Regions from separate parts of the Mus musculus genome. Here all the other regions are linked to region 4. A link is a contact called in public HiCAR-type and promoter capture Hi-C data. All regions are on one chromosome and are shown on one strand. Each heading gives the region's core, a stretch centred on a gene start, on an enhancer-like site or on the middle of the called end of the contact. The rest is flanking DNA. Distances are from core to core; before and after follow the strand shown. Region 1 holds the start of Fam102a (family with sequence similarity 102, member A). Region 2 holds the start of Tor2a (torsin family 2, member A). Region 3 holds the start of St6galnac4 (ST6 (alpha-N-acetyl-neuraminyl-2,3-beta-galactosyl-1,3)-N-acetylgalactosaminide alpha-2,6-sialyltransferase 4). Region 4 holds the start of Crat (carnitine acetyltransferase).

Region 1 (7,424 bases), core at 3,703-6,202, 2.1 Mb after region 4:
GTCTCAAAAACAAACAAACAAACAAACAAACAAAACAAAACAAAACAAAAACAAAAAGATCATAACCTAGACCAATTTGGGGAGGAAAGAGTTTATTTGGCTTACACTTCACCATTGAGGAAGCCGTGGCAGGAACTTGAGCAGAATAAGAGCCTGGACCAGAGACCATGGGGGAACCCTGCTTACTGGCTTACTCCCATGGCTTCCTCAATCTGCTTCCTTTGACAACCCAGGACTACCTGCCTGGGGTGGCACTGCCCACAATGGGCTGAGCCCTTCCACATCAGTCATCATCAAGAAAACGCCCTACAGACTGACTGAGGCATCTGTCAATTGAGGTCCCTCCTCCCAGATGACTCTACCATGTGACAAGCTGACATAAAACTCATCAGCACAGAAGGTGAAGGTTCTCCAGGGTGCTCTGACTCCTCTGGCTGCCCTTCTGTCTGAAGGCTGTGGTCATTTCTTCATTCTTGTCTACTCCCGACCGAAGTCTGAACCCTTGCTGACTTTCACTTAACTGTAATCAAGAACAACTCAGAAGGCATGTAATCAAATTAAAGATATCAGGGCTATTCAATAGGTAGGAAGTCCTTCTCGGACTCTATAGCCTTAACAGGGACTTTGAGTAACTTTAAATAAAAATGTTTTTATTTGGGGGACTGAAGAGATGGCTCAGTGGTAAAGAGTACTGGCTGCTGCTCTTCCAGAGGACCGGGGTTTAATTTTTAGCACTCACATGGTAGCTCACAACCATCTGTAGTTTTGTTTGTCAGGAGATCTGATATGCTCTATTGACCTCCTCCGGCACCTCCTCAGTGAAGAATGTGGCACACAGATAGATGCACATGGAGGGAAAACACACATACTTATAAATATAAAGAGAAAATGTATTAGATAGTCCCTTCCCGAGGTCCAGCCAAGCAGCTTGCAAGCCTGACTACCTGGCCCCTTTCCATCCCATGGCTGCTGCTTGTGAGCCACGTGGTTGACCTCCATGTCAGCCTAACTCAAGGCATGGCATTCTCTCTCTCTCCCCTCCACCTTCTTCTTCCAGGCAGTTCCAAAGCTCCGCAGCTTGTCACTTCTGGTTTCCCTTTTAAACACTAGGACAACCTTTAGGAGTCAGTTTTGCTTCTCCATGATGGCTCCTGGGGATCAAACTTAGGTTGTCAGTTGTCAGGTCTACACACAGCGAGTGCTTCTGCTAGACCATCTCTCCAGCCGTTGCCGGCACAACTCCTCAGTGACTACTATTTTTTTAAAAATATATATTTATTTATTTATTTTATGTATATGAGAACACTGTAGCTGTACTAATGGTTGTGAGCCATCATGTGGTTGCTGGGAATGAAGGTTGCTCACTCTGGTCAGGCCTGCTTGCTCAGAACTACCTCACAGGTCGGCCCCACTTTGTTTTTATTATTATATCTAAGAACACTGTAGTGTCTTCAGACACACCAGAAGAGGGCGTTAGATCTCATTACGGATGGTTGTGAGCCACCACGTGGTTGCTGGGAACCACGAACTTGAACTCAGAACCTTCAGAAGAGCAGTCAGTGCTCTTAACCGCTGAGCCATCTCGCCAACCCCCTCAGTGAATATTAGTACAACAACACAAGAACTATCTATTGATGCTTCCTGTGAAGTGTGTCTCCTTTTTCTTCCTATCATTCTGTCTCTACCCATAGGACTGGCTTCAGCCTCATGTCTGTGTCCCTGTGGCTTGCTACATAGCCTTGGCCAGCCTAAAAACTGCTATGTAGATCAAGATGACCTCCAACTGTGGAAATGCTCTTGCCCTTCTGTGCTGGGATGACAGAAGTGTGTCACCACCATCTGGGTCCCCTTTGGAACCACAGTGAAATCTAAACTTTTAGGCCCTCAAGGGGCCTTGTAAATTAGTGGCCTGCCTGCCTCAACCCTTTTTCTATTCCTTCTTACTTACTCCAGTACAGTCACAGAGTTTCCTAAATACACAAACTTATGCCTCTGCCTCCAGTGCTTCACATGCCTGCCTGGGATCCCTGAATGAATGAAGTCTCAGCTGAGATGACAGCTCTGAGAGGTGTCCCTTAGCCACTGCACCCAAACAGAGCCTCCAGCTTAGTCTCCCTGGATCTTTCCCCCAAGACTGTCTGCCTGAGATGGTCCTGCCAGGTTTCTCATTCATCAGATCCTGGCCTCAGCAAGGTGGGGCAGTAAAGGGTTGGGAACTGGGGCTTTGGAGGAACATGAACTGCTGGCTGGCGGTTCCCACGACACTTGCTCAGATCCTCTTGTGTATTAGTCAGAGTTCTCTAGAGTCACAGAACTTATGGATAGTCTCTATATAGTAAAGGAATTTATTGATGACTTACAGTCTGCAGCCCAATTCCCAACAATGGTTCAGTAGTAGCTGTGAATGGAAGTCCAAGGATCTAGCAGTTACTCAGTCTCACACAGTAGCCTGGTGACTTTGGGAGGTCATTGTTCCTTTCCCCAGTATGACCACATCGAATAAACCTCCTTTCACTCTTGTCTCTTTTACTGGAATATTGAGGAGGGGCAGTCAACGCTATCTTCTCTTGGAATAAGCTTTCCAACATTCTTTCCCGTGCAAGCAAAGCTTGCACCCAAGCTTGTTTGCCACAAACAGCCAATAGCATATTGGCTAGCTTTTGAGCATAGTACTGTCGACCCCAAAGCACTAGTCCTCACTATGCTATACTATACTATACTATACTATACTATACGTAATACCTGCCATCCGTAGATCCTGCACCTCAGGGTTACAAACTGAGGCCCCATGTTGGTTCTTTGGGACAGGGTTTCTCTGTGTAGCCCTGCCTGTCCAGGAACTCACTCTGTAGACCAGGCTGGCCTCAGAACAGCCAGTATTCTGGTCTCACACCAAACTGTCTCTTGCTTCCTGTCCTGTTAACATGCTTTTTGCACTGCCTGGGAAGTGAGAAGGGACACTTCCGGGGGTGGCAGGGTGTTCCTAGCCTTTAGGCTACACAGAACCAAATGGAACCAGGCCTGGCGGCAAATTGTTGGAGAGGCCTGAGGTTACACAGTTGAAACTGAGGATCCAGTTAGGCCTCCAGACACTCTTGGCTGACTTCTTAGATATCTCATCAGGGGCCACAGGCTCTTCCCTTAGGGAACAGGCCTTAAGGGGAAAGGTTGAGAGTCCAGCCAAAGAATTTAAACCCTTCAGGCCAAGCCTGGTGTGGAAGCCTAAGCCGTAATCCTAAGGTTTAGTAAAGGCAGAAGGACCATCCCCAGCCACACGCAGTTTGAGGCCAGCCTGGGCTAAAGACAAAAACTAAACACAGTCGGAGCTGGCAAGAAGACTCAGTAGGTAAAAATGCTTGCTGCCAAGTCAGATGACCTGAATTTAATCCCTAGGACCCACGTGGTAGAAGGGAAGAACTTAAGTTATTCTCTGCCCTTCACTGCACTGTGTGCCATGTGCCCAATCATATCAACAAACGTAATTTATTTTTTAAAAGACAAAGCCTTCAGGCCTCTACTTCCTCACCTTCAAAAGGAGATGCCTAGCTACATCAGGGAGGTCTGGATGGATTGGTTCGTTTCATCTCCAATCTGACTGCGTTTTCCACATTATGGGACAATTATGAGGAGCAGAGATTGCCACCCATGCTTCTGAAATGTAAGCTCAGGAAGTCTTCATGCACATGTCCAAACATGATATCATGCATGGTATCAAACATGATGTCCGGCAGAGAATTTACATCTCAAATGCCAATCAGCCCAACTCTCTTTAATTTTCCACAGGGAAGTCCAGCAGACCTTAACTTATCTCCTGCCCGGATCAAAAACGGCCTTTCACTCACCCATTTCCCCATTTTCTTTCCTCCAAGTTATCTGATGCCAGAACAATCAAGTCACTATCTAGCTCAAAAAACCAGGAGATGCCTCCTTCTTTGCTCTGGTCTACAAGACTGGGCCAGATTCTAGCCTGATCTGCTGTTCTCTCAAATTAGAATTCATCCAGGGATACTCCACAAACTTTTTGAGTACCATGCTGCCGGGCCAGCAGGCCTCTAGTGACTGCCACTGCCTGTACCCCGATGCTTGGCCGGCTTTGTGTCAGAATCCTTTGAACTTCCGTTCCAATCCGAAAGCACACGCCTCCTCTGACCTCCCTACTTGAGTTCTTCAGCAGACTCTCAGATCCAGTCTTTCCACTGGGTGCCTGCCTGACTCAGGACAGAGTTCCTAAACACTGGCGGCCTGGATAAAAAGAATCATAAAATGCCGATAGTTTGGAGAGTACGAGGTCCCCAAGGTGTCCTTTGCCATAACTATCGGGAAACTTTAAACAAAAGCCTTAGATAACAGCCTGGAACCAGGCAGGCCGAGTCACAAGGTTGCCGGGCTCCAATGGATCTTCAAGAGCGGCAAAGCCAGGACAGATGCTTGTCATTTTTAGAGGCGAGCAAGACCTGCATAGGTCTTGAGACACCTCTGCGATTGTTTTCCTGAGAACAGGGGTGCTACCTCCTCAGCCTGCTTCATTGCTCACTGAGCTCAGGTCTTGGCGGGATCCGGGCAGGCCGTTCTAGCCCTAGTTTCCAGATTGTTTCCCCTAGTCATTGTTTCTCCTTTTCTTGGGCTCGCGCTCTCCTCCCGTTCTTTCCAGTGCCGGCCCCCACACCCCGCGACCTCCCACCGCCTCTCCGCACCCCCCCCCACCGCGCTTCTCAAGGAGGCGGGTCCAGCCCCGCGAGCGCTCCAATCCGAGCGCCCTCAACTGGCCCTGCCTCCGCGAGCCCCGCCCCACGCCACCGCCAGCCAATAGAAATTCGTGTTCGTACAGTCGGCCTGTCCAATCGCAGGTTGGCTGTGAGCCTCGCGCGCCCCGCCCCTGCTGCTCTCGGCCGCGGCTCCGCGGGCGGTCGCGCCGGGGCTTCGGCATTCTCCGAGCAGCGCCGAGCTGCGTCGGGCTCAGCCGGCTGCGTCCGGAGGTGCGGGCGACGGCGCCGCTGTGCTCCAGCGGTGCTAACCGAGGCAGAAGCCATCCGGCCGGGTCGGAAGGCGCCTGAGACTCGGGCAGGGCAGGAGCGGCGTAGGTCCCAGGACTGAGCGGGAGGCGGACCGGCACACGTTCCCGGCCCGGCAGAGCCTCCCGAAGCGGTCCCTGCAGAGCCGGGTCGGTCGCCGAGGTGGCTTCCGCTTCCCGGGGCCTCACCTGCGCAGGCCGCGGTGCGCCAGGTGCGGAGGCGTGTGCGTCGCCTGGGCACCTCCCACGGCAGCCAGCGGGGCGGAGGCGGGGCCGCCGCCCGGGTCTCCAGCGGTTCGCCCGGCCGTCTCCGTCAGTCTCACCGGTCCGCCGGGCCCCGCGGATCGGGATGCTGCTGCTCGCTTGCGAGCCGCCCTCCACGCCAGCCCCCGCTGCCGGGGCCGCACCTCGCTGTTTACATGTCAGTGGAGCCCGGGTTCCCCGAGGGTGAGAGCAGCCGGCTCACTGGACCTGGGGCTCCGAACTCAGATCCTCTCCTGCCCGCAGCCTCCGCCGCCATCTGGACTGGATCCAGCTCTGGTGTTTTTGAGGAGGGGGGTGTGGTGTCGGGAAAGGAATCCTGGGGTTTTCTAGTATCCCCTTCTTTTTTTCTTTTTTCTTTTCTTTTTCTTTTTGGCCCTGCGGGCTTCAGACTCAGGGAACTTGCTCATGGCTTTTTTGATGAAGAAGAAGAAATTTAAATTTCAAACCACTTTCACCTTGGAGGAGCTGACTGCGGTCCCCTTCGTGAACGGGGTCCTCTTTTGCAAGGTCCGGCTGCTGGATGGCGGGGATTTTGTCAGCTTGTCGTCCAGGTAGGCATTGAGGTTTTCGCGTTTGCAGGGGAGGGTGGGGAGTGCTGATGAGTGAGATCTAGCCACTTGGCAAATGTGGAAGACTCAGCTAGGGACGGATGGGCAAGGGGCCCGCCTGGGGAAAGATTTGCTCTAAGCAGGACTTAGGTCTGAGTGAGCTGGCAGAGCGCCTGGCATTTGTCTGCAGGTGACCAGCCAGAAACCTTTTAGGGCCCTGCGTGCACTCTTCAAGTCACCCGTTTTACAGATTTGTATGGAGAGAGCTGACTGAGATTTTCACTTTAAGGGATTAAGTAAGGGTGTCTCAGGCCACCTTGCCACCAAGCTGGCTCCTGTGGCTGTCATACGATTGAGAGATTGGGCCAGCCAGGGCTCTCTGGCTCTCTCCCCTTGGCTGGGAAAGCCCAGTTCCAGGCACTCCCTGGATTTGATTGCGGGAGGTGGCTGGATTTTGGGTTGCCCAGCCCCCTCTTGAGTGACTGCCCTCCACTGGCTAAAGCTGGACTGCTTTGCAATGCAAATGTCCTTGCCAGGAGACTGCCTTCCCCTGTGAAAAAAGCCATCGGGTTTGATTTTGTGTCCGTCATCGTCCTAGTAGGTCCAGCTTCCCAGTTTATTGCTGAATGAGGTCCCAGTCCACCTTTTGCAGGTTGAGCTCATGGCGGTCACACAGTCCTGACCTGCCTGCAGAGGTCCGTAGAGTCCAGCTAATGGGGAAAGGAAGTCAAGTTCAGGCTCTTTCTGGGTTCCTGTTCCCTCTTCGGCACACTGGACCTAATACAGGTTTCTCCATCAGCTTTGTAAAGGGAAGTTGCAGTAGATAGGCCCCTGGCCCAGCTCCCGAGATGCTTCCCCCTCCTAGCCTGTCCCTTGCTTCTTAGGTCTTGTGGGCCTAGTTAGCTGGACCTGCCCCACTATTCAGAGCGCTCAGAGGTGTGTTAGACGGATTGGGATAATGAGCCCCAGAAAGAGGAAGTAAATTGGTTGCCAGAGACTTTGCCGGAGGCATTTGTCAACCAGATTTGGCCAGTTGGAAGACCTGTTGGGTGAATTCTGTTGGAAGGAGAGAAGCTATGTGGTCTGATTCAGATTTTGGAATCTGTGGATAGAGGTGCCTGTTCTGTGCACTGGGCCTCCTGTTCTGCTCAGGGCCGCTTATCTGAGGAATTTGGACAAGGGCTGCCCTTTGTGGTGGGGGTGGCTGCAATCCTCTGCCTGTGAAGTCTGTAATCCCTGCAGTTACCCTTCCTAACGACCGGCTGGTCCGGCCATGGCGCAGTGTCAGAGGGTTGTGCTCAGTGATTGGACCTGGGGTCAGCCACTGAGAAATACCCAGTCTCCCTGATCTCACGTGCTGGCAATTACTGGTGCTCTGCTCACGGTCTCACTAGCACCTCTCAACACCACCCACGGAGCAGGAGTAGAGGAGGGGGAATCATTCTTACAGAGGTGAAAACAGAGGCTCAGAGAGAGTGACTTTAGCTGTTACACTGTGCCTCTGACCCTCAGTTTCCTCTTACTGTAAAATGGGGAAGTAATGTTCACCTTTCAGTTGTGAGGGGAATGGAGAGTGTACCATGCATGACCAGGGGAGTGGC
Region 2 (6,981 bases), core at 3,635-6,134, 2.3 Mb after region 4:
AGAGTGGCCACCAGAGGCAGAGCGGTAACGGGTGAGGTCACACAGTCCAGAGCTGAGATTCAAGATTTGTAAAATGTGTTGCAACAGCTTCAGTTAACAGTTGACGCTGTTTCCATTTTCTGACTGACAGCCATACTCAGCTGTCATTGTGTGGTACTCAGGGACAGTGTACCCTAACCCCACAGCCTTCAGCAGGGTGACCTGTGGCCAGCTGCTCCTGGAGGCGCCGTCTCTAGCCAGTCTCTTATAGTCTGCTCTTCCCAGATTTCAAGGCTGGAGCAGACATGGATGACCCTGCGACAGCGACACACGGAGGGTGCCATTCTGTACGAGAAGAAGCTCAAGCCTTTCCTCAAGAGCCTGAACGAGGGCAAAGGTAGGTGATGTCTGCATCTCAATGTGACATTTACAGAGGTGTCGGCCTATGGGTTCCCAAAGACTTCTGAGGTGGCGAGGATAATAGCGTGACTGTCCCATGGGGTAGCCAGGTATGCTCTGTCATGGACAGGATAGGGTTACCAGGGAAAGAAGGGACTGTTTAGGGTGACCTCGGTGGTCCTCCTGAGGCCCCAGACATCTCTGGGGTTGTAGTGGGTGGAAGGGTCTTCAGGTCTAAGAGCCTGCCGCCCCTCTCCACAGAAGGCCCACCGCTGAGCAACACCACGTTTCCACACGTACTTCCTTTCATTACTCTGCTGGAATGTGACTCTGCCCCCGCCGAGGGTCCTGAACCTTGGGGCAGCACAGAACACGGTGTGGAGGTTGTGCTAGCCCACCTGGAGGCCGCCCGCACTGTGGCCCACCACGGGGGCCTCTACCACACCAACGCTGAGGTCAAGCTGCAAGGTGAGTAGCTGTCATGTCCCCAGGATCCTGCTGTCCCTGGCTCCCCTCCATCTGTCTCTACCTATGCCTCTCGGTCCGCAAGCATCCACTGACATCTTCTACTCCTCTGTCTTGACTCCTGGCTCCTTTATTCCATCTGTCTTGTCACTCATAGGCAGTTGTTAGCGAGGGTATCAGGTGAGGTGGGCTGAGAGACACTGAACACCTTTGCCATGTGTTTCAATCGCCTGCACCTCACTGTTCTCATGGAAGTAAGCAGCTGTCTTTCCGTAGCTGGTTACAAGGTGCCCAGCCAAGGTCCAGCATGAAGAAAGACCTGCCTGGTCTTCAGGGAGCCTCTACTGGGGAACATAGAATTCTGGGAAAGGAGTAGAGGAAGTGGCTTCAAACGATGACTCTTTTACTGCTTTGGGCATTATTTAAACCACACACACACACACACACACACACACACACAATCTGGGGGACTGGGGATGTGGCTTAGTAGGGTGCTTGGCTAGTGTGCCAAGCCCTAGACTTCATCCCCAGGACTGTGTGCATGGCATAAACTGGGAGCATGAGCCTCACAGTCCTGGCACTCTGAGAGGCAAAGAGTACCAGGGTTCACTATCATCCCCAGCTGTGTACCGGGTTCAAGGCCAAGCAGGTCTCTCTGACTTCAAGACCAGCGTGGTCTACATAGAAAGTTCCAAGCCAGCCAGGGCTACATAGGGAGACTGTCTCAAAAAAAAAAAGAAAAGAAAAAAAGATTTAGAAAATTATTCACTTGCCTAGAGATATATAGTATGAATATTATGGTATATCTCTTTTCATTTTTTCTCAGAGAATTATATATACTTTATAAATGTCTTTAAGAAAAATGCAACTTACAGAAAAATACAAGAAAGCTCTTCTGAGATCTCACCTCAGATTTACCGGAGTGTGTGTGTGTTACATCTTAAGGGCTGAGATAGCAGAGCAAAGAGTGTCTGCCTAGATGCACAAAGCCCTGTGTTCCCGTGCCAGCGCCACATGCACAAACACCAGTTATCATCTAGTCCTTTAAAAATCATATGTTGCAAATAGATGAAGAAAGACTAGGTACCACCTGCAAGGTGCTGTTCTTCGTACATTGTGTTGTGTCCCTGCGGGGCTGGGGAGGATCCCTGTGAGCAGGCCCTGAAGCTTGTGAAGCCCTGATTACCTCTTTCCACCCCGCAGGGTTCCAAGCCCGACCGGAGCTCCTGGAAGTATTCAGCACAGAGTTCCAGATGCGGCTCCTCTGGGGCAGCCAGGGTGCCAACAGCAGCCAGGCCTGGCGCTATGAGAAGTTTGACAAAGTCCTCACTGCCTTGTCCCACAAGCTGGAACCTGCCATCCGCTCTAGCGAGCTGTGACCCCGGAGATCTCGCCTCTCTGCAGCTGCGGGCAGCATCGGCGGCAGAGGGGCTCAGGACATTCCCTCCAGAGCACCACAGGGACACTGTGATCAGCCCAAGAATGTTCTGGGTTCAAATCCAGGATCTCCCTTGCACTTCCAGGGTCCTGAATGGACTCTGAGCTCCATTCTTCCATCACACACGCGCCAAGTCTCCCTTCCAAATGGACAGGAACCTCTGCTCCTCCCACCGGCTTGCGCTGGCCCCCCTTTTGCTGAGGTTCCCTGTTTTTGAGCCATGGGAGGCTCCCCACCCCTCTTCCTTCCTGCAGGCATCTATGCCTAGAGGTGCCACAGCCTCCATCTTACTGTAAATAAGTCTGGTGTAAATGTATGTACAGAAGCCATGCTCTCTTTCATATAATAAACTTTAATGACTCTTTCTTCTGTCCCATGAGGCCTTGGTAGAAAGAAGCAATTCCACAGGTGAACGGTCCACAACACCAGGAAATACCTGGTTAGCGCCAAAGACTTCCCAGATGATATGGGGAACCAGGTTTACAGCAGCCCCTCCCTGACCGCCATGAGCTCAGGTATTAGCAGGGGAGACGGTCAGTCCAGAGCAGTGTAAGTAGGGGCCTCAGTCTTCTCTGAGCCCAGGGCTTGTCAGGAGAAACCATAGTTCCCCCCCCCCCCGGCCCTCACCCCATCCACAAGAAGTCCAGAGTTTGAGGTAAAAGGGCTTTTAAAAATCTAGAGACCAGAAGAGATGGCTTAGTGGCCAAGAGCACTGAGTGATCTTTCAGAGGACTCTGGCTCAATCCCAGCACTCACATGGTGGCTCATAATCTAGAACTCCAGTGCTAAGGGGTCTTAAGCCCTCTTCTGACCTCCTTGGGTACCGGGCACACATGCGGTGTGTGAGCAAAATAGCCATACAAATAAAATAAAATTTAAATTAAAAAAAATCTTTAAACTGGATCTAGTGACTCATCACTTTAATTCCATCACTTTGGACTCAGAGGCAGGCAAATCTTTGAGGCCAGTCCAAGCTGTTTAGTGAGCGCCCCCCCCTTCAAAAAAAATCTTTAAATATGAAACCTAGAATCCCAATTCCCCTTACACCTGGTGGGTGAGGTGACTTTTTCTGAGCTATAATAGCAGAACAAGCAAGTTTGCTGGTGGTGATCACAGGCTAGGCCTGGGCCTCAGGAATCTGCTTACTGAATTAGAGACACAGGGGTTCTTTGCTCTGAGCTCTTGATATTAGATCTTCGACCACACCTGGAGGTGGGTTGAGTTCAATGGCTCAGTGACTAGGAAACTTGGATAAGAAGCTTAATGTCTTGGGTTCCAAATTCAATAGAACCAAGACAATAAGGGACCCCCTCTCCTTGGATTTATATTAGTCTTTAGCGTGTAGTAGTAGCTGGTAAGAAAGAGCAATACTCATTTACATATATATGCAAATTTTTTTAAGCTCTGAGAAACTTTTATTAGGGTTTAAAAGAAAAACCCTGGGGCAGGCAAGCTTTAAATCTCAGATGCTGCCTGGAGGAGGAGGATGGAGAAAGAAAAAAAGCCATGTCATTTGGATTAGTTGACAAAGAGGCTAGCCTCGCGATAGTCAGAGAGGGCTTTAGGGAGTGACACCCAAAGTGTTAGAGAGGTGTGCTTAGAAAAAAGAAGGGGCCGGGCAGTGGTGGTACACACCTTTAATCCCAGCACTCAGAGGCAGGCAGATCTCTGAGTTTGAAGCCAGCCTGCCTCAGAGCTAGTCCAAGGACAGCTGGGGCTACACAGGGAAACCCTGTCCCGAAAAGACAGAGACAAAGGAAGAAAAGTAAAAAGCACACTTTTGGAGTTCCTTAGACTTGTGAAGCTGCATCACTGCCTTTTGATTTACTTATTTATCCATTTTGTGAGTGTGTGTGTGAACTCACGCACGTGTAGAGAGGTTCAAGGACAATTTGCAGGATTGGTTCTTGATTTCCACCAGGTAGGCTCTGGGGATTGTACTCCGGTCTTTAGGCCGGTTGGCAAGTGTCTTTGCCTACAAAACCAGCTTTTTTTTGGGGGGGGGGGTTTGAGACAGGGTTTCTCTGTGTAGCCCTGGCTGTCCTGGAACTCACTCTGTAGACCAGGCTGGCCTCGAACTCAGAAATCTGCCTGCCTCTGCCTCCCAAGTGCTGGGATTAAAGGCATGCACCACCACGCCCAGCTCACAAAACCATCTTGAAGGTTCTATTTTCTGAGCCAAAAACACTTTATGTGACCACATCTCATTGAGCTGACCATCCCTGGGTATAGAGTAGGTACTGTTGCATCCCATGTAAGGCGCCTGCCTGACACTGGCAGAGACATTCTCAAAAGGCGGTTGTGAGCACTCTTCCGTCACATTTTTAAAAAGAGCTTGGAAAAGGCTCTCAGGAAAGTGTAAAGTCCGGCTCAAGTTTTTGTTATTATGTTGTTTCACTCTCTTAATCTTTTATTCTTTCTGAGGTAAGGTTTCGGGCCGCTAGTTACCCGTGACCATGGCAACGCGGGACTGGGTGGTTCGCGGGCTCCCCCAGGAGGCCTATTTGCAGTACTGCTGCGAGACAACCTGTGGGTTTTAGAGCCCCAAGGAAGGGGAGCCGGGAGTTGTAGGCAATGGGCGTGGCTGCCTCGGAGCGGTGCACACCGGGAGCTGTAGTTCACAGGTTCTGGCGGTGGGCGGCCTCTGACCGAAATCGGGCCTCAACCGGATGGCGGTGGCGAGGCACGGCTACCGGCCCTGGGGCTCGATCCTCGGGCTGCTCGGGCTGGCCTTGGCTGCCGCCGCCGCCTGGGACGTGGCTTCTCTGCGCTGCACCTTCGGCTCGTTCTGCGAATGCGACTTCTGGCCCGACTTGCCGGGTGAGGGGTGGGAGCCGGTGCGGACGGGCGGGCAGCCGGCAGTTCGCAGGGGCTCGAAACATCTGCCGCCCCGCCGGCCGCCGGCGGAGGTGGGGATCCGAGAGCCTCTGGTGCAAACCTGAGGAGAGGGTTTGGAGGGGGCCCGGTGGAGGGAAGCCTTTGACAGAGGGGCGCCCAGTGGCTTGTGGTAGGCCTCCCTTGTGCGGACTTGTCACACCGGGGGAGAAACCTGCCGTCGCCTGAACCTGTAGACAGCTGTCGTCTACTCGGGGCTGGTGCAACCCGGAGAACCGCCTCGAGGGGGCGGTGCCGCACTGGCCCTTGCCGAGGTGACTGATCCTGTCCCTCGTTTGGACACAAGTATCCCAGAGGTCTTAGACACATGCCTTCGACCCTCTGATGCTTTTTGTTTGTTTGTTTGTTTGTTTTCCCGACAGAATCTTTCTACACTGATTTGACTGTTCTGGACCTCACTATGTGGACCAGGCTGGTCTCAAACTCCCAGAGATCCACTTAGCTCTGCCTCCAGAGTGCTAAGAGATTAAGGGTTTGCACCACCATATTCTGGCTCTTTTTGTTTTTTGTTTTTTTAAAGATTTATTTATTTTTTTATTTATATGAGTACACTGCGACTGCCTTCAGACACACACTAGAAGAGGGCATCAGATCCCATTACAGATGGTTGTGAGCCACATGTGGTTGCTGGGAATTGAACTCAGGACCTTTGGCAGTCAGTGCTCTTTCCATCTTTCCAGCCTCCCCCTTTTTTTTTTAATATTTATGCTTTGCCTGCAAGTATGGTTACATCCATGTGCCCATGGAAGTTTGAAGACGGTGTTGGCTCCTCTGGGATGGACTTACAGATAGTTGAGAGCTACCATGTGAGTGGTAGGAATCGAACTTAAGTTCTCTGCAAGAGCAGCCAGTGCTGTTTGTTTGTTTGTTTGTTTGTTTGTTTTGAGACAGGGTTTCTCTGTGTAGCCCTGCTTGGCTGGCCTGGAATTTACTATGTAGACCAGGCTGGCCTCGAACTCAAAAGAGATCTCCCTGCCTGTGCCTCCCAATTGCCTGGATTAAAGGTGTGTTGGAATTCACCATAAACCCAGGCTGGCCTTTGATTGGGAGGATTACTGCTGCCTCTGCCTCCCAGGGGCTGAGCTGACAGACATGAGTCAACAGCCTGTCATCTGCTTTGATATGCGTTCCTTCTGTGGCCCTAGGTCTGGAATGTGACCTGGCTCAACACCTGGCTGGCCAGCATTTGGCCAAGGCCCTGGTGGTGAAGTCACTGAAGGCCTTTGTACAGGACCCAGCCCCCAGCAAGCCGTTGGTCCTTTCCCTGCACGGCTGGACAGGCACCGGGAAGTCCTACGTTAGCTCCCTGCTGGCACAGCATCTCTTCCGGGATGGCCTTCGCAGCCCTCACGTCCATCACTTCTCCCCTATCATCCATTTCCCACATCCCAGCCGCACTGAGCAGTACAAGGTAGGCCAGATGTGTCCTGGTCCCTTTTCTCCATCCTAATCCAGAGAGGGCTCCAAAACACACAGCCAGTTGGAGGCTCAGCCTTCAGAACCTGTTAGGAACAGGGGTGGTGGCAGTCTTGTTGCCTGTGAGTCCGAGACATCATGAGCCTTGGGGATTACCCCGGGCAGATATTACACAGGGTACCTGTGTCTGTGTTAGCATCCTCTCTTAAGCTCTTAGCCCCATATGGTGCTTTGGCAAGCATTCCCTGGTGACTGTCAGCTCTGATATCTGTTGTTCCTGATCTGTCTTAGCTGTCAACACTGGGGGGCAGGTCTGACCTCCCCTGTCAGAAGTCACTTAGCTCTCATGAACAGACAATTGAGTACATATTTGTACCCCTGTTCTCCTG
Region 3 (7,086 bases), core at 660-3,159, 2.2 Mb after region 4:
ATCTTCTGATGCCACCCAGAGGTATCTAGCCAGGGACATAGGAAGGTAGCAGGGAGACAAAGTAGGACCTGGGATCTGCTGCCACATCTTCTGAGGTCTGGCTCCCACGGGACTGACCCTGAACTCAGAGCCCTGAGGTCCCCCACAAAGGTGACAACTCTCCCTGCAACCAGGAACCCTGGCAGGGCCTGAGGCTATGAGGGAAGTCACCTGAGACCTCAGAGACCCAGCAGTCCTGGCTCGCTCATCTCATTTTGTTCCTGTCGGGTTTCACGTGGGTGGTGAAGGCGACTTGAGAATGTCACCAGACAGAGATGAGTCTAATGGGCACATGGGCATGAGAACCAGGGAAGTGACTCAGAATAATTCCACAGTGCCCTTCTGGGAAGGGTGTGGCTAATGCCTGTAACCCCATCATTTGTGAGGTTCAGACAGAAGGATCCCGGGCTAGCCTGGACTGTGTGATTCACACACTAGGGCCATGTGGGTAGAGGGATGAAGAGTTGAAGAGCTGCCTATCATTGACCTGTTGTGTGTCTTTGGCGCTGTTTTCTTTTCTTTTTGATTAATGATGTGGGAAAGGGATGCCTACTGTGGGCAGTGCCACCCCAGGCAGGTGGTCTAGATGGTTATAAGAAAGGTAGTTGAATGTGAGGCTAGTTAGCAGCACTGCTCCATGGCCCCCTCCTCCATGCCCTCTGCTCCAGTTCCTGTCCCTAGGCTCCAGCCCTGACTTACCTCAGTGATGGACTGTGATGTGGGAGTTGTAGACTGAAATAAAACCTTTCCCTCACGTTGTATTCGGTCATAGTGTCTGTCACAGAAACACAAAGCTACATAGAAAGATCCTGTCTGAAATAATAACTTGTAGTGTGCTGTTCATGTTGGCAAGGGTCTTTGAGCTGAGAGATAAGGAGTCCCACTAGGAAAGTGACTAGAGAATGCAGCCAGTGGAAGGTCCTGAGGCAGGAATGCGCTTGATGTGATAGGTCAGAAAGTAGCCGAAAGGGAGGGATTCCATCTGAATCCTCAGAGGATCACAGGCAGGGGGACGGCCACAGGAACCAAGCAGAAGTACGATTTTCTGGTGGTGCCCTGAGCTGTCTGTCTCTGCCCTTTCTCACTGGGACAGGGATATTTTTCCCACTTAACAGAAAAGAAAGGTGGGGTGTGGGGGAGGGACCTGCCTCAGGCATGGGCTGCATTGACATAACCAATACAAAGTGGCTGTTTTAAAAACAGCCTGCTGGGCAGTGGTGGCATACACCTTGAATTCCAGTACTTGGGAGGCAGAGGCAGGCTGATCTCTGTGAGTCCAAGGCCTACAGAGCAAGTTCCAGGCAAGCCAGGGCTACACAGAGAAACCCTGTCTTGAAAGCCTAAAACCAAATCAAACCACCAACAACAAAACAACCTGAGCCACTAATCCCAGCTCCCAATTCTCTAGCAGAGATAGCTGGATCTCGGTGAGTTTGAAGCCTGCCTGAAAAATGTGGGGTCCTGTCTCAAAAACACGTTTCTTCATTGCCTATCTGATATTCATAGTCAAGTTCACATCATTTGAGCTGACAACCCAACAACTATCCTGAAACTCAGGGCTGCTTAGTTTGAAGCCTTTGCTTCATTTCCTATCCCCTGTTACTTCCCGGGTAATTTCAGAAATGGAGAACCTCAATTCTCCACGGCCAGTAGCCATCACACGGGTGGCTCTCTTACTGTCTTCCTTCCAATCACACAAGGACTAGAGTGGGAAGACAAACTAGACAGGCCCCGCCCTCGACGTCGAGACCTCGCCCCCAGCCCGGAGGTCTCTGAGACATCCACGCGCCGCTAGCCGGCGCTGCGCAGGCCCCGCCCCCTGAGCGCAAAGCCTCCGCCCCTCCCAGAGGCCCCTCCCACGCCCCCGGCTGCGCTGCTCTAGCTTCAGGCTTCAGAAGCTGCGGCCGCAGCACCGCCTCCTACCCGGGGCCCGGTTCCAGCCCCTCTGGCCCGGCGCACTGGACATGGAGCTCCGAGCAGCGCATCCTGAGCCCCCAGCGCACTCCAATCCGCTCGTTCGGTTAGCGCCCAGCTTGGGGAGGGGACGGTGGAAGCTAGCCGGGTGAAAACCTCACATCCTGCCCGCCCCAGGCCTCTCCATCACCCCGCGGTAGAGAGTTGGGATGGATGGGAACGATGTTCTCCTGGCTCCTGGCTTTCTTTGCCTGCCTCCGACCGAATGGATGACCTTGAGCCGAGAGCGTCTCCTCTTTGCCTCTCCTTCCCCATCTGCACAATGGGAATTGGTTTGGCAAGGTCTCTGAACTCACGGCCTTTAGAATGGGACACGTTGTCACATGCTTGGAGACTTAAAGGCTTTTGGTTCCTGGGCCCGTTTTTCTTGATCTGGATTTGTCTCTTCCCTTGCCTCAGTTTCTCTCATATCCTGGGACCAGCTTCCAGCCTTTCTCATCCCAAGCACTGGAGACAGCAGCCTCCAGACTGCTAAGAGCAGAGACAGCATGAAGGCCCCGGTAAGTGACAGGGAAGAGAAAAAGTTGCCTGGGGATTTGGGGGTGACCTGGGTAGAGCTTTACAGCCGCCTCCCACACCCGGAGTTACAGTGATCCCCTAACCCCTTTTGGTGTCGGGGGATGAAACTCAGAGCCAGGCACATGCTAAGCACATGCTCTAGCATGGAGTCCCTCCCACAGCCCTTAGTAGTTGCTTCTGCGCCAGCCCCCTGCTCCTGGGGCTGTGTGACCCCAGGCCGGTGTCTTCCCCTTTTGGTTTCAGTTTGTTTTTCTCACCTAGAAATGGAAGTAACCCGGTGTCACTTAGTTGGGAGGGAGGTGTGAGACTGAGTGTGACGCTCTGGTCTTTCTGTCTTTACCAGTGAGCCCCCTGAGTGCTGGAGTGGGGAGGTTAATTACCACTGCCCAAGTCAAGGTCTCTGGTCCCTTGTGGGCAGCAGACCAGTTGTTGTGTAGAGCCGGAGGCCTTAGGAGCTGTGAACCCGGTCTCCTGGACAGCTGGCCACACAGAGAAGACTTATTTTTAGAAACTGATGTGGCTTATGGACAGACAAGGAAGGGTGGGCCCCTGGCAGGATGTGCTGGGGGCTGTTCTACACCTCTGCCTTTCTGGGTACACTGGCTAGCTCCTAGTGTTTCTTCTGGAATGACTTTGGGCCTAGAAAACTGGAGTTCTGAGAGTCACAGGTACTGAGATGGATGGCCCAGCACACAGTGGTAGACACCTTGCTGGGTGCTTTCAGTGGGTGTGCAGGAGGTCACCCCCAGGTGACCGACCCAGAGGGCTTCTTCAAGTGGCTTTCGGTGTATTTCTTCTAGAAGTGGGAGAGGCTGAGCGGAAGCATCCCAACTGTTGGAAGCATTTTCTGTTTATTTGTTTCAGTTTTTGAAACAGGGTCTTGGTCTGTAGTCCAGGCTAGCCTGGAACTCACTGTGTAGCCCAGGTTGGCCTCACACTTGTAACAGTACTGCCTCGGGCAAGGAATGAGCTACCATGTTTATTATTAGATTAGACATTTAGATTATTAGATTATTATTAGATTAGATGGAGATAGCTATCTAATCTATTTTATCTACCTATCTAAATAGTGGGTGGTTGTGTGGCGCCCTGCCTGGGCTCTTGGAACCTGGCTCCTTTGCAAGCACAGAAAGCGTGCCACTACCACCAAGCCAGTCCTTGAAAGTGTTTTTAAAAAAGATTTATTTATTTATTTATTTTATGTATGTGAGTACACTGTCACTCTCTTCAGACATACCAGAAGAGGGCATCGGATCCCATTACAGATGGTTGTGAGCCACAATTTGATTGGTGGCTGGGAATTGAACTCAGGACCTCTGGAAGAGCAGTCAGTGCCTTAACCACTGAGCCATCCATCTCTCCAGCCTCTGAACGCATTTCTTAAGTGATGCTTTCCTCAAAGTCCCCCTCCACCTCCTGGACTGCCCAGCCAGCCCAGGGGACACACTGGGTCAGCTGGGGATAGGGTAGTGGAGGTAGCAGTGGCCTGGGGTGACTGCATAGTGTATCTGGGTTCTAGATAAGAGTTTGGGTTCTGCCATTTGAAATTTGCACCCTTGCTGTGTGGCTCTGAGCAGCTTCACCCCAACTGAGTGTCCTGACCTGGAAAGAGGGGAATTGGGGGACTTGTCTCTAGATTCATCCCTGAAGTAGGTCTCACCAATGGAGCTGCAGAGGTTCTCCATGGGGAGGCTGGGTGTTATTTGCAGGTACCCCGCAGGCACGTGACCTCTGTCTCCCTCAGGGCCGCCTTCTGCTCCTCACACTGTGCATCTTGACATTCTCTGCTGTCTGTGTCTTCCTGTGCTGCTGGGCCTGCCTGCCGCTCTGCCTGGCAACCTGCCTGGACCGCCACCTCCCTGCGGCCCCCAGATCCACTGTGCCAGGGCCCCTGCACTTCAGTGGCTACAGCAGCGTGCCAGACGGGAAGGTGAGTCAGCCAGGCAATGCTACGGGAGCCAGCGGGTCCCCAGCTCTAGGAAACAGTGAGAGCTGGGCTGGTGGCAAGCCAGCCTGGACTCTGAGCTTAGCTTCCCTGCTCACCAGCTGTGTGACATCTGCCAGTCACTTGTCCTCTCCGAGTACTCAAGGTCTAGGAGGAAATAGGATTTTCACTAAGCAGATACTGCCTGGGTACCCCCAACTACATGCTGGGAATGAAAAACGGGGTGGGGGGCTGCCCACTGGGGATAACCTGGGAAGACAAGAAGTCTTCAGACTTCTGTGTCTCCATACCATATACTCACACAAACATGGCTTAGCTCCTGCAGTAAGTGTCATTGTGTGGCAGCTGAGCATAAAGAGCCAGCCTAGGTCCAGGTTATGTATGGTCCCAGGAGTCATGAAACTGGGACACCAGGGTCCGAGACAGCCATGACTCCCGTCCATACTGTCTGTCCACCTCTCCATATTTGCTCCACCTGGTGTGGCAGAGGGACATTCACAACCTAGACCTTGATAGCAGAGGTCCTGTGAGTCACAGAGCTCCCTAAAGCCACCCTGAGGTTAGTGGCACTACAGTTCCAGTTCTTAGTTTGGTGGCCCTAGGGTCATGCTCAGGAGCCCTGGCTTGCTGGAGACCTGTCACGTCCCCATCCCTGCCTCTGTTGGGCTGTGCCAAGGATTCAAAGGGTGACTGGCAGACAGCACACAGTGCCCAGTGCCCAGCTGCGGTGTGAGGATTTAATGGAGAAATGAAACCCCTGAGCTGGCCTGGCCTGGGGCTTCATTTCAGCTCAGTCAGCATTAGCGAGGTCAAGGGCTAAGTTTATTCTCCAGCGCCAACACCAAACGGAAACGAGGGCACCAGAACTCCCGCAAGTGTGAGCTCTCCACTCTCCAAGAACGGCCCAGTGGGACAGCGCCAGCCAGGGTGTCCTGGGTGAACACTGTCCAGTCTGCCACAGTACGGCCAGAGTTCTTCAGACACTTGGGCCCTTCTGGAACGTTTTCTTTCTTTTGTGTGTGGATTGGATGTGTGGACGGTCAGCCTTGGGCTTTGTTTCTCAGGCATTTGATTGATTGATGACTGATTGATTGATTGAGACTGGTTCTCTCACTGCTTGGAATTAAGTGGCTAGACTGGCGAGTGCCCCTTGGGGATCTACCTGTCTCTGCCTCCTCAGTGCTGGGCTCACAGGCTCATGCCACAGTGCCCAGCGCATTCACCTACCCTCCTCCCTCCCTCCCTCCCTCTCTCCCTCCTCAGGGTCTGAGATTTCTTTCTTTAAAGGTTTATTTATTTATTTTATGTTTATGACTACACTGTAGCTGCACTGATAGTTGTGAGCCATCCATCATGTGGTTGCTGGGAATTTGAATTCAGGACCTCTGCTCGCTCCGACTTAATGGTTTATTTTATTATTATATCTAAGTGCACTGTAGCTGTCTTCAGACATACCAGAAGTGGGCGTCAGATTCCATTACAGATGGTTGTGAGCCACCATGTGGTTGCTGGGATTTGAACTCATGACCTCTGGAAGAGCAGTCAGTGCTCTTAACTGCTGAGCCATCTCTCCAGCCCCATTTGTTTTTCTTAAGTGGGAAATCCAGGTTTTGAATGTCAACACTTAGACCTTTTCCTCTTTTGCAATAAAGGGAAACAGTTGGCCTTTTGAGGGCCAGTCTGACGACAAGCCTTGATGGGGCTGATTGTCACTAGAGACAGGACAGCCCGCCATTGCCAGGACAGGGCCAGACTGAGGGCACAAGAAGGACATATTTCCAGCTTTTTCGGGAGAGGGTCTCACGTGGCCCTGGCTGGCCTGGACTCTGCCGTGTGGCAGATGGCTTTGAACTTATCCTGCCAAATGCCCAGGTCCCGGGATTACAGGCTTGCCCCACTATTTTTTTTTTTAATACTGTAGTACAGAAAATGGATTTATGAGTTCTTAAATCAACATCTTATTAAAAAAAAAAAAGCTGAGGGGGATTTCACAGTGTCTTTTATTGAGTGGAACTAATCTTTTACATGGCTCTATAAACTTGAGTTCCTCCAGGTGAGAGCCCAGCACTTTTGTGGGAGCCGTGGCAATTTTCTCTGAGTGTGTGCATTCAGGCTGCCTAGTGTCTACCTCTTGGGTGGTATAACAAATACGAGATGGGGCCCTTAATGGGCCTGAGGTCTGGGTAGCAGCTCACATCTGCGGTTCCAGCACCTAAGTCCCAGGACAGTCTCTGTACACAAGACCTTGTCTCAAAAGAAGCAGGGCGGGATCTGGGAAACAGAGCATTTGTGCCCTGTGTGCAAGCTTAACCCACAAAAAACTAGGTTGGCCTGGTAACTTGCTGTAATCTCTTTGGGGAGACAGAGATGGAATCCTTGGAGTAAATTAGCTAGCCAGACTAGCCAAGCAGGGTTCTTGGTGTATGGTGACAGACCCTGGCTCAAGATACATGGTGGCAAGTGCTCGAGGAAGACACTATGTATCAACCTTGGGCTTCTACCTGGATGTGTATCCACACAGCATGTATGTGTGCAAATTGACAGATTATAACAGAATTCACCAGTTAAAAGGAACAGTTCAGGGTCTCTATAACAGAATTCACCAGTTA
Region 4 (7,531 bases), core at 4,297-6,796:
GCCTGTGCGACTGGTACTGCCTAGAGAAAAACCTGGGAAAACAACTATAAGCAAACTTGGCCAGGGAATAAACCAGCGAGCAGCTTTCCTCTTGTTTCTTTCTGTGTGTATGTGTGCTGGTGAGGCTTGAATCCTGGACTCCACACACTCGCTAATCTGCATACATTCCGTCGCTGAGCGCTTACTTTATCTTACAAATTCCCTGTCAATGATTATAATACACTAGTAAGTAAAACACATGCCTAGATATGTAGAATAAAGCACAAGGAATGACAGGGAAGAAAAAAGCCCAGCAAGTGGGCTTCCAACCATCTCCAGCTGGGAATTGTCCAAGGGGCAGCAGCCTGCGGCAGGACTACGCACTTGGACTGGTGCTCCTCACTCACCTTAGACTAGGAGGACGACACTGGCTTTCGTCTCAAAATCAGGGCAATCCTAAGGGGCAGCCTCACTGAGAGGGTAAATTATTGTAAGAGTAAGAACATGCGGGTGGGTCCTTTTTCTGCCCCATGGATGGGGTTTCTTGGGATCAGCCATAGGCATGGTGTGGACAGTACTTCAGCCTTTTTTGTGCTCATTACAACTTAAAATAAGTCGTGTTTGTCCATAACTTCCACATATCCCCCTTTGCATTTTATTTTATTTTATTTTACTTTACTTTTATTTATTGGTCTCACTATGTATCGTTGGCTGGCCCAGAGCTTTGCAGAGTAGGCTAGCCTGTGTTGTCTCCCATGTGCTAGCCATGCACCATGATGCTATACCCTATGTCTTAAAGGTTCCTAGACCTCCCCATGTGCTCCATGCCCGTCCCAGTCAGCAGCAGAACGGATCTGCGTCATATACATTGGCTAACCTGTGGCATAGAGCCACTCACCCAGGGACCTTGGTAAGAGACAAGGGAAGGTGACTTGCCATAGGCAGGGAAGACATGTGACTGCCACCTGCTGACTCATAGCCAAGGACTGGGCACTGAGGCATGCTGGCCTTCTGTACATCTCGGGGGTCTTCCTGAAAGCTACTGTGAGGATGTAGGCTTTGGTCCACCTCTCTAGGTCTCAGCTTCTTCAGTGGTAGGAAGCGGACAGACAAGGGTGCCCTCTCATACAGGCGCCTTCACACCTACAGGGATTGCAGGCTACAGTTTAGACAAGGGGAGAAGGTGCCTCCTGCCAGAGACAGCAATGCTTCAAGGGTCCTGTGATGACCCCAACTCTAGTCAGAGCCTTTGGCTTCAAAGAGTCCTTGGCTCAATGAAGTCAGAAAGCCACTAGACCCTAGAATCTCTAAGGTCTTTTTTTTTCTTCTGTTTTTGTTTTTTTAAGACAGGGTTTCTCTGTATAGCCCTGGATGTCCTAGAACTCACTTTGTAGACCAGACTGGCCTTGAACTCAGAAATCCACCTGCCTCTGCCTCCCAAGTGCTGGGATTAAAGGCATGTGCCACCACGCCTGGCTTCTAAGATCCTTTTAAGGCCAGCATTCTGACTTCCATAGTCAAAGGCCCTGAGCTGCTAAGGCTTGGCAAATGCTTGTCCCTAATAAGTCCCACCTAGTTCCTACTTCCCACCTGTGGCTCCAGACTCCACTGAGGTCCATCAACCCCGGGAACTTCCCGTTTCCCACTGTAGTCGGCCCAGACCCACAGCTCTGTCCCTGCAGAGTCTGTGTCTACTGATCCCACCAGCTCAGATGGAGATGCAGAGTCTGTGTCTACTGATCCCACCAGCTCATTTGGAGAATATTTGAAAAACAGAAACCTGCATTCATACTGAGTGCATAGGCTTTTATTTTCACTTTTTGATAATGATCTCTCAAACTATACATATAAGCATATGCATTTACCCATCAATTAAGCGGTTAAAACTTCATCATCTGGAGTTGACTTAGGGTCCATGGGAACAGGTATTTAGACGAGACTGAAATACTGAACTCCCTAAGGGACTTGACTCTGTAGCTCTTGGTATCTGTGGGGCCATGGACACTGAGGGTGACTTTTTCACCCAGCTGTCCCCTATAGCCAGCTTTCTTGAGCTTCATATTGGTAACCTTCTTCCCAGTTGCTTTAAAAAGGGGGCTCCCACCCCTCAGTCCCACTGTATTAGCAAGTGCCATTGGCTGTCTTCCAAACAGCATTGGACCTCATGACTCCCTGTCTCCTTGTGCCAGGCCTAGGCACCACACTCCCCTCCAGGTGAAGGCCTCAGCCTCATCACTGCCCCTGGCTCCTGCCCTGCAGCTTGGGCTCTCTTCCCCCCTTAATCTTTATGTATAATATGAATACAGAAATGTGTACCATGTGCCAGTGTAGATATGTTTTATAAATTGAACAAATTTAACTGATTAGACCCAGAGCCAGGAACATGGTCAGCAACCTCAGGCTGTCCCACCAAGCTTAAGTCTGCACTCCTTCCCTGACTGCCCGTCCTGCTCTGAACACCCTCCAGCCCAGGCGCTATCCCAAAGCAGGCCATATTGCGGCTCCCTTTTCCTCTGCCCTTCCTCTGACAGACACTGCCATTCATAGCTCTGCCTTTCCCCTCAGCCCTGAGAGTGGAACCCAGAGTCTCATACATGCTAGGCAAAAGTTCTACCTCAGAGGCCCAGTCCCAGCCAGTAGCTCCTTTTCAAAAATGTCCATGTAATTCTTCTGCTGAGCATGACCTCACCTGCTGATGCACCACCCTGGTTCCCAGCCTTCTCCCCATGCCCCTAACTAAGTATCAGCTCTGGGGGACCCACGGCCCCCAGGCAACTGTCAGGCTGCTGCCACCTCACTTACCCAGTTCTCCATTTTCTTGGCCCTGCGCTCCAGTCCCTTCTGTAGGCGTTCCCCTACGCCCCCTGAGGTCTGAAACTCATCCACCAGTTGCTTGGTGTGAGCCCATTCTTCCTCACTCACGATGGGCTGCAGTGCCTTGAGGTAATAGTCCAGGGATTGCTGAAGTGGGGGCACAGGCAGCCTTGGCAGTGCATCTTGGTGGGCCTTGAAGCGACCAGAAACCTTCATCAAGGAGGAGGGCTTGAGGAGGCCCAGGGGTTTTACCTGTGGGATGCAGAACAGCCTACTCATTCTCTCAGACTGAAGCACAGCTCTTTCTAAACTACACTCCTAGGCCTTATATGCCATCCCCTGGAGGCAAAGACAGCTTCATGGGTGGGGCCTGCCCTAGATGCCCAGCCCTCAAGGTACAGGAGTACCGTCTCTCAGGGGCCTATATATGCAGGAAGGCTAGGAAAGGGTGGGGGTGTAGATGAGTCACATTATTGGGGTGGCAGAGGTAAGGGGACCTCCCACCTGTCAGGACGCACGAGAGAGATGGCAGCTGACTCTTTAAGCGAAGCCCCCCCATGTCTCACCCCCCCCCCCCCCGCTTCCAGCTTAAGAAATCGGAGAGAACTGGAAATGGGTAAGCTGGTGACAGCACCTCTGGGGGAGGCTTCAGCCTCTGTGCTTTCTCTCCACTGTGGGGCGGTGGTGAGGGGCGTGGGTAGTGCTGCAGCAAGAGCGCTGAGTGGCCTGGCATGGAGGATGAGAGGTGGCAGAGAGAGGCAGGAAGAGGGAGTCCCGGAGACTCTGGAGGTGGCAGAAAGCAAGACAGGAAGGGCCCAGGCTGCTGGCACAGTGGCAGGCAAGCGGCAGTAGCGCCATTCCATACCTTCTCTCTCTGCTGCTCGTCCTCCATGGCAGGACTGAGGATGTGAGCCCTGTCTGTCTGCCTGGGCTGGACCTCTAAGCCTAACTGTGCTACCAATTGGATGAGCAGAAACTAGCAAGAGCGGCCACCTGCCTGGACTGGAAAGAGAAGACAAGACTCACAATTCAGGCGTGAAGGGTGGTGAGGCAGTAGCCACTGGCGTGGTAGCATCTAAGGCTGGAGCAGTGGTAGCTGTGGGGCTGCAGATGCCGCTCTGCCTCTCGCTAGCCTCCAGAAGAGGAGGAGTAAGGCAGGTAAGTGGGCTGGAAGTAGGTACTGAGGTAAGAGGAGACTGGGAGCTCTCTCCTGTCTTCTTTAGATGGGCCCAGTGCCAGGGAGGCAAGCCAAGAGAGGTATTAAAAAATCCACCTGTCAAAATCTTCATAGATCTTTTTGATGTGGGAAAACTTGGCTGGAGGGTGGAAACAGGCTGGCCGCTAACCTGTGGCCCTGAAATCAGCCCTGCTTGGGAATGGTGCAAGACAGGAGATGCCAGGGAAGGGCCACTAGTGGACAACCAACGATTGCCACACACCTGCCCAGCTGTTTCCCTTCCAGACCTCAGGGCCTTGGTGGCCACCCCTCTTTTGGTGGTTTGTTTGTTTTTTCTAAATGAGTTCTGGATCATCCAGGTTGGGATCAATAGTGGGGGAAATACACTTTTGTGCTTCTGCTGTGAGTAATAAGCCAAAAGACCCCATTTGGGCTCAGTTTATTAGCACAACCATGGGATTTGATTGTCTCCTTGTTTCAGTCTCCCTAGCATTAAAATGCTTATGCAGTAAGGTGGTCCCAGAGGGTGACGGAAGGCGGGACGACTTGGAGGAGGGTCTCAGGTGCTGCCAGGACTCTTAGTAGAATCTCAGTCTTAGCTGCCAACCCAGTGTCTGACAGGGCAGTCCAGTTCACAGCTGGATAGACAGCCTGAATCAGAGAGGACAGGAGCTCACCATTAGGATAGCTGCTTTAGATAAGGATGGTGAGGGGCAGCCTGCCACCTCCTGCCTCCTCCTGCCTGTTTGGGGGATTTTCAGTACTAGTCTCCACCTGAGGTTCTCTTAGCAATATGCAATGGGGAGGGTGGGCATCTGATGAACTCAAGGAGACTGGGTAGGCTTGGAGAAGTGGCTCTAGTCGGGCAGAAGCATAGCCTAGGGCTGAGCTCTCTAACCAGTAGCCCCGACAGGTGTCTGAGTCCGAATAACTGGGAGCATTAGGGAGGAGTGGAGTGGAAAGGTACAAAAGACTTGAACCTAGGTTTCTCAGTCTTCTTCTGGGATCGAACCCACCCCTTACCTGGTCTCCTTTATCCACCTTGCAGATCGCACCCTACCAGCCGGTCTGGGGTTTTCTTGACCGTTGCTGGAGGCCCGCCCGTCTTGTCCCGTCCATGGCCCTGCTGGGCGAACTCACCACGGTTCTGGCAGCAAAGGCTAACATCGTCCCAGTCTGTTTGCGGACACTTGGTCCGCTCCGCCCCTCGCGCTGGGTAAAGACTGCGCCACTGCTGGGGTGCTGGGGTCAGTGGGTTCGCGGCTCCGGTTCTAGGTTCAAGGTCGCCGAGTCACTGCCGCTAGCCAGTAGAGGCGGCCCCGCGGCCACCGGGCCCGGCGGGCTGCCGGTGGGGCAGGACTCACGGGGCGGAGCTTTGGTGGCTCGCAGTCCCCGGCCGCTCGCCCCGATCTCGGGGTGGGCCCAAGCCGGGGAGTGGCCGCAGAGGGCGGGGCTTGCGGAGACGGACCTCTAGCTCAGCTGTTAGCAGCCCGGCGCTGGGCTCCCGTCACGGGGTCACAACGGTAGGCGCTGTCCCGCTCGTGCTCTCCGCCTCCGAAAGCCACCTTAGCTGTCGAGGCGGTCACGTGCGTTCAAGTCTGACTGGTGTCCTTGAACGTCACTCTAGGAATGGCAGGAGAACACAACTGTTGACTGGGGACTGTCTCAGATTGCTTGGGTGGAGGCATGCACAAAGAAGATGACAGGTGGCCTTGCTCCGCAAGAATACTGCTGCCATACCTATTCCCTCCATCACCCCTCACCAAAACAAACAAACAAACAAACAAACAAGCAAACAGAACCCGACGCCCCGCACAAACATGGCTGCCAGCGCCGCAGTTGGCTTGCAGGCGGCAGCCGTTAGTGCGCATGCTCCTCGGCGCCCCGCACCAAGATGGCCGCTGCCTCGGTCGGCGCGGCCGCCGCGAGACGGCCGTTGGTGGGCATGCTCCCTGAGTGCCTCGCACCGGCATGGCTGCCGCCTTCGCGCGAGTGACTGTAATTCTCGGCTTCCGGTCCTAGCCAGTCAGCGCTCATTTCCCTGCTGGAAGCTTGGCGGAGCCGGGGAGAGCTGCGGGGTGAACATTGAGAGGGACCGGCGAGCATCCGCTCCGGCTCCTCACGGAGAAGATGGCCGAGGGCGAGCGGCAGCCGCCGCCAGGTAGGGCGGTTGGAGGGCCCGGGCGTGCGGGTGGGAAAGGGGTGTGGCTCGGGGGGTCTCCCGAGTCTGAGGAGCTCTGGGGACGGAGGAGGCAGGGCTGACGGCCTGGGCTGCAGGCGGGTGGCGGTGAGGGCGACCCGGCCAGGGCGGGCGGGCAGAGCGCGGTCAGGGGAAAGGCTCTGGACCTGGGGGCAGAGTTGCCTGGGGTCGGGGCGAGAGGGATCCAGGAGGCTGCGTTCTTTATGAGACTCCGCTCGGGTGGACCTGGGCCTCGCTCGGACGCCAGGCTCCTTCATGCATGTCCTGCCCACCCTGCATGTCTTCCCTCCCTCCGTCCCTCCTTCCGTCCTGCAGGCTTGGCTCTGGGGGTTTCAGTATCTGCAGAGTTAATTGAGAGAAACTGCCCACGGTGTCTAAACCACTAATTTTAAGAGGCTGTTTGTACAAAATGAGAGGGTTGGTGGCATCGTCGTCTGTAACTTTTATTTACACTGTGGCCTCGTTGTGGTCCATCTCAAGTAACTAGGGCAGAGACAGAGGCCAGATGCTCCAGTAGAGACCCCCTTTCCTGGAGGAGGAGAAAGCAGTTTGCTGACTCCGTGTAGTTAAGAAGGACTGGAAAATTCTTACAGAGTGGCTAGGTTGGCTAAACTCAGCTCGTACTTTGATAGTGTTTGATGTACCTTCCACCACACTTCCTTTTTTGTGGTCCCAAAGAAAGTCTCAGGAGGAAGAAAATTTGAAAATCAAAAGAAGCACCATTTTTGTGGCGCCCCCCCCCTAAATATATGAACACGTGGAATTCAAAACCAGACATTTATTTTAAGTTATACAAAATCTCTATGAATGTGTCGTTTTTGTTTGTTTTGTTTTTGTTTTTCGAGACAGGGTTTCTCTGTGAAGCTCTGGCTGTCCTGGAACTCACTCTGTAGACCAGGCTGGCCTCGAACTCAGAAATCCACCTGCCTCTGCCTCCCATGTGCTGGGAGTGCGCCACCACTGCCTGGCCTTATGGATGTGTCTTAATCGACTTTAGTGTTGACATCAAGACATAGATAGTAGCTAGCACTCGGGAGGCAGAGGCAGGTGGATTTCTGAGTTTGAGGCCAGCCTGGTCTACAGAGTGAGTTCCAGGACAGCCAGGGCTATACAGAGAAACCCTGTCTCCACAAAAAAAAAAAAAAAAAGAGTAGCTATCAGGCAGGCAGACTCCTTTTGAAATGAGTGTCTCTGAAGATGAATAGGGAAGGGACATTGGGGACCAGAACCTATGTACTAGAGGGAAAAAACAAACAACCAAACAACCTTAGGAAGGTTGTGGACATTTTTGAGTTACACAGACTATATGGCAAGTCACCATATGTGTCCTTTAGTAGACGGAAATTGAGCCACCCGGGGCT

What was found. Promoter capture Hi-C pulls out the DNA fragments that hold promoters and counts their contacts. HiCAR-type assays count read pairs that join an accessible place to other places.
Region 1: a contact with region 4 is called in a HiCAR-type map of astrocytes, with 2.8 times the contacts expected there. The contact joins the promoter of Fam102a here to the promoter of Crat in region 4. A contact is called at or near these places in 1 of 39 promoter capture datasets (liver), 1 of 115 datasets of contacts at active chromatin or transcription factors (astrocytes) and 1 of 9 other capture datasets (adipose tissue).
Region 2: a promoter capture Hi-C map of liver shows a contact between it and region 4, with 4 times the contacts expected there. The contact joins the promoter of Tor2a here to the promoter of Crat in region 4. A contact is called at or near these places in 2 of 39 promoter capture datasets (liver and pre-B cells) and 2 of 9 other capture datasets (adipose tissue and liver).
Region 3: a contact with region 4 is called in a HiCAR-type map of astrocytes, with 2.4 times the contacts expected there. The contact joins the promoter of St6galnac4 here to the promoter of Crat in region 4. A contact is called at or near these places in 2 of 39 promoter capture datasets (frontonasal cranial neural crest and liver) and 1 of 115 datasets of contacts at active chromatin or transcription factors (astrocytes).

What each region holds. Positions count from the first base shown.
Region 1 is chr2:32,530,407-32,537,830 of GRCm38.p6, forward strand. It overlaps Fam102a (family with sequence similarity 102, member A), which reads left to right and starts at 4,953. Exons shown (of 11, transcript NM_153560.4): 1 at 4,953-5,826. The coding sequence starts at 5,681.
Region 2 is chr2:32,752,350-32,759,330 of GRCm38.p6, forward strand. It overlaps Tor2a (torsin family 2, member A), which reads left to right and starts at 4,885. Exons shown (of 5, transcript NM_152800.3): 1 at 4,885-5,101; 2 at 6,322-6,587. The coding sequence starts at 4,951. It overlaps Sh2d3c (SH2 domain containing 3C), which reads left to right. Exons shown (of 12, transcript NM_013781.3): 10 at 265-376; 11 at 640-846; 12 at 2,047-2,658. The coding sequence ends at 2,222. It also overlaps a transcript of Ttc16 not described here.
Region 3 is chr2:32,585,169-32,592,254 of GRCm38.p6, forward strand. St6galnac4 (ST6 (alpha-N-acetyl-neuraminyl-2,3-beta-galactosyl-1,3)-N-acetylgalactosaminide alpha-2,6-sialyltransferase 4) reads left to right here and starts at 1,910. Exons shown (of 6, transcript NM_001276425.1): 1 at 1,910-2,059; 2 at 2,413-2,513; 3 at 4,277-4,462. The coding sequence starts at 2,502.
Region 4 is chr2:30,410,202-30,417,732 of GRCm38.p6, forward strand. It overlaps Crat (carnitine acetyltransferase), which reads right to left and starts at 5,547. Exons shown (of 14, transcript NM_007760.3): 1 at 5,111-5,547; 2 at 2,782-3,045. The coding sequence starts at 5,137. Ptpa (protein phosphatase 2 protein activator) reads left to right here and starts at 5,849. Exons shown (of 10, transcript NM_138748.5): 1 at 5,849-6,131. The coding sequence starts at 6,101.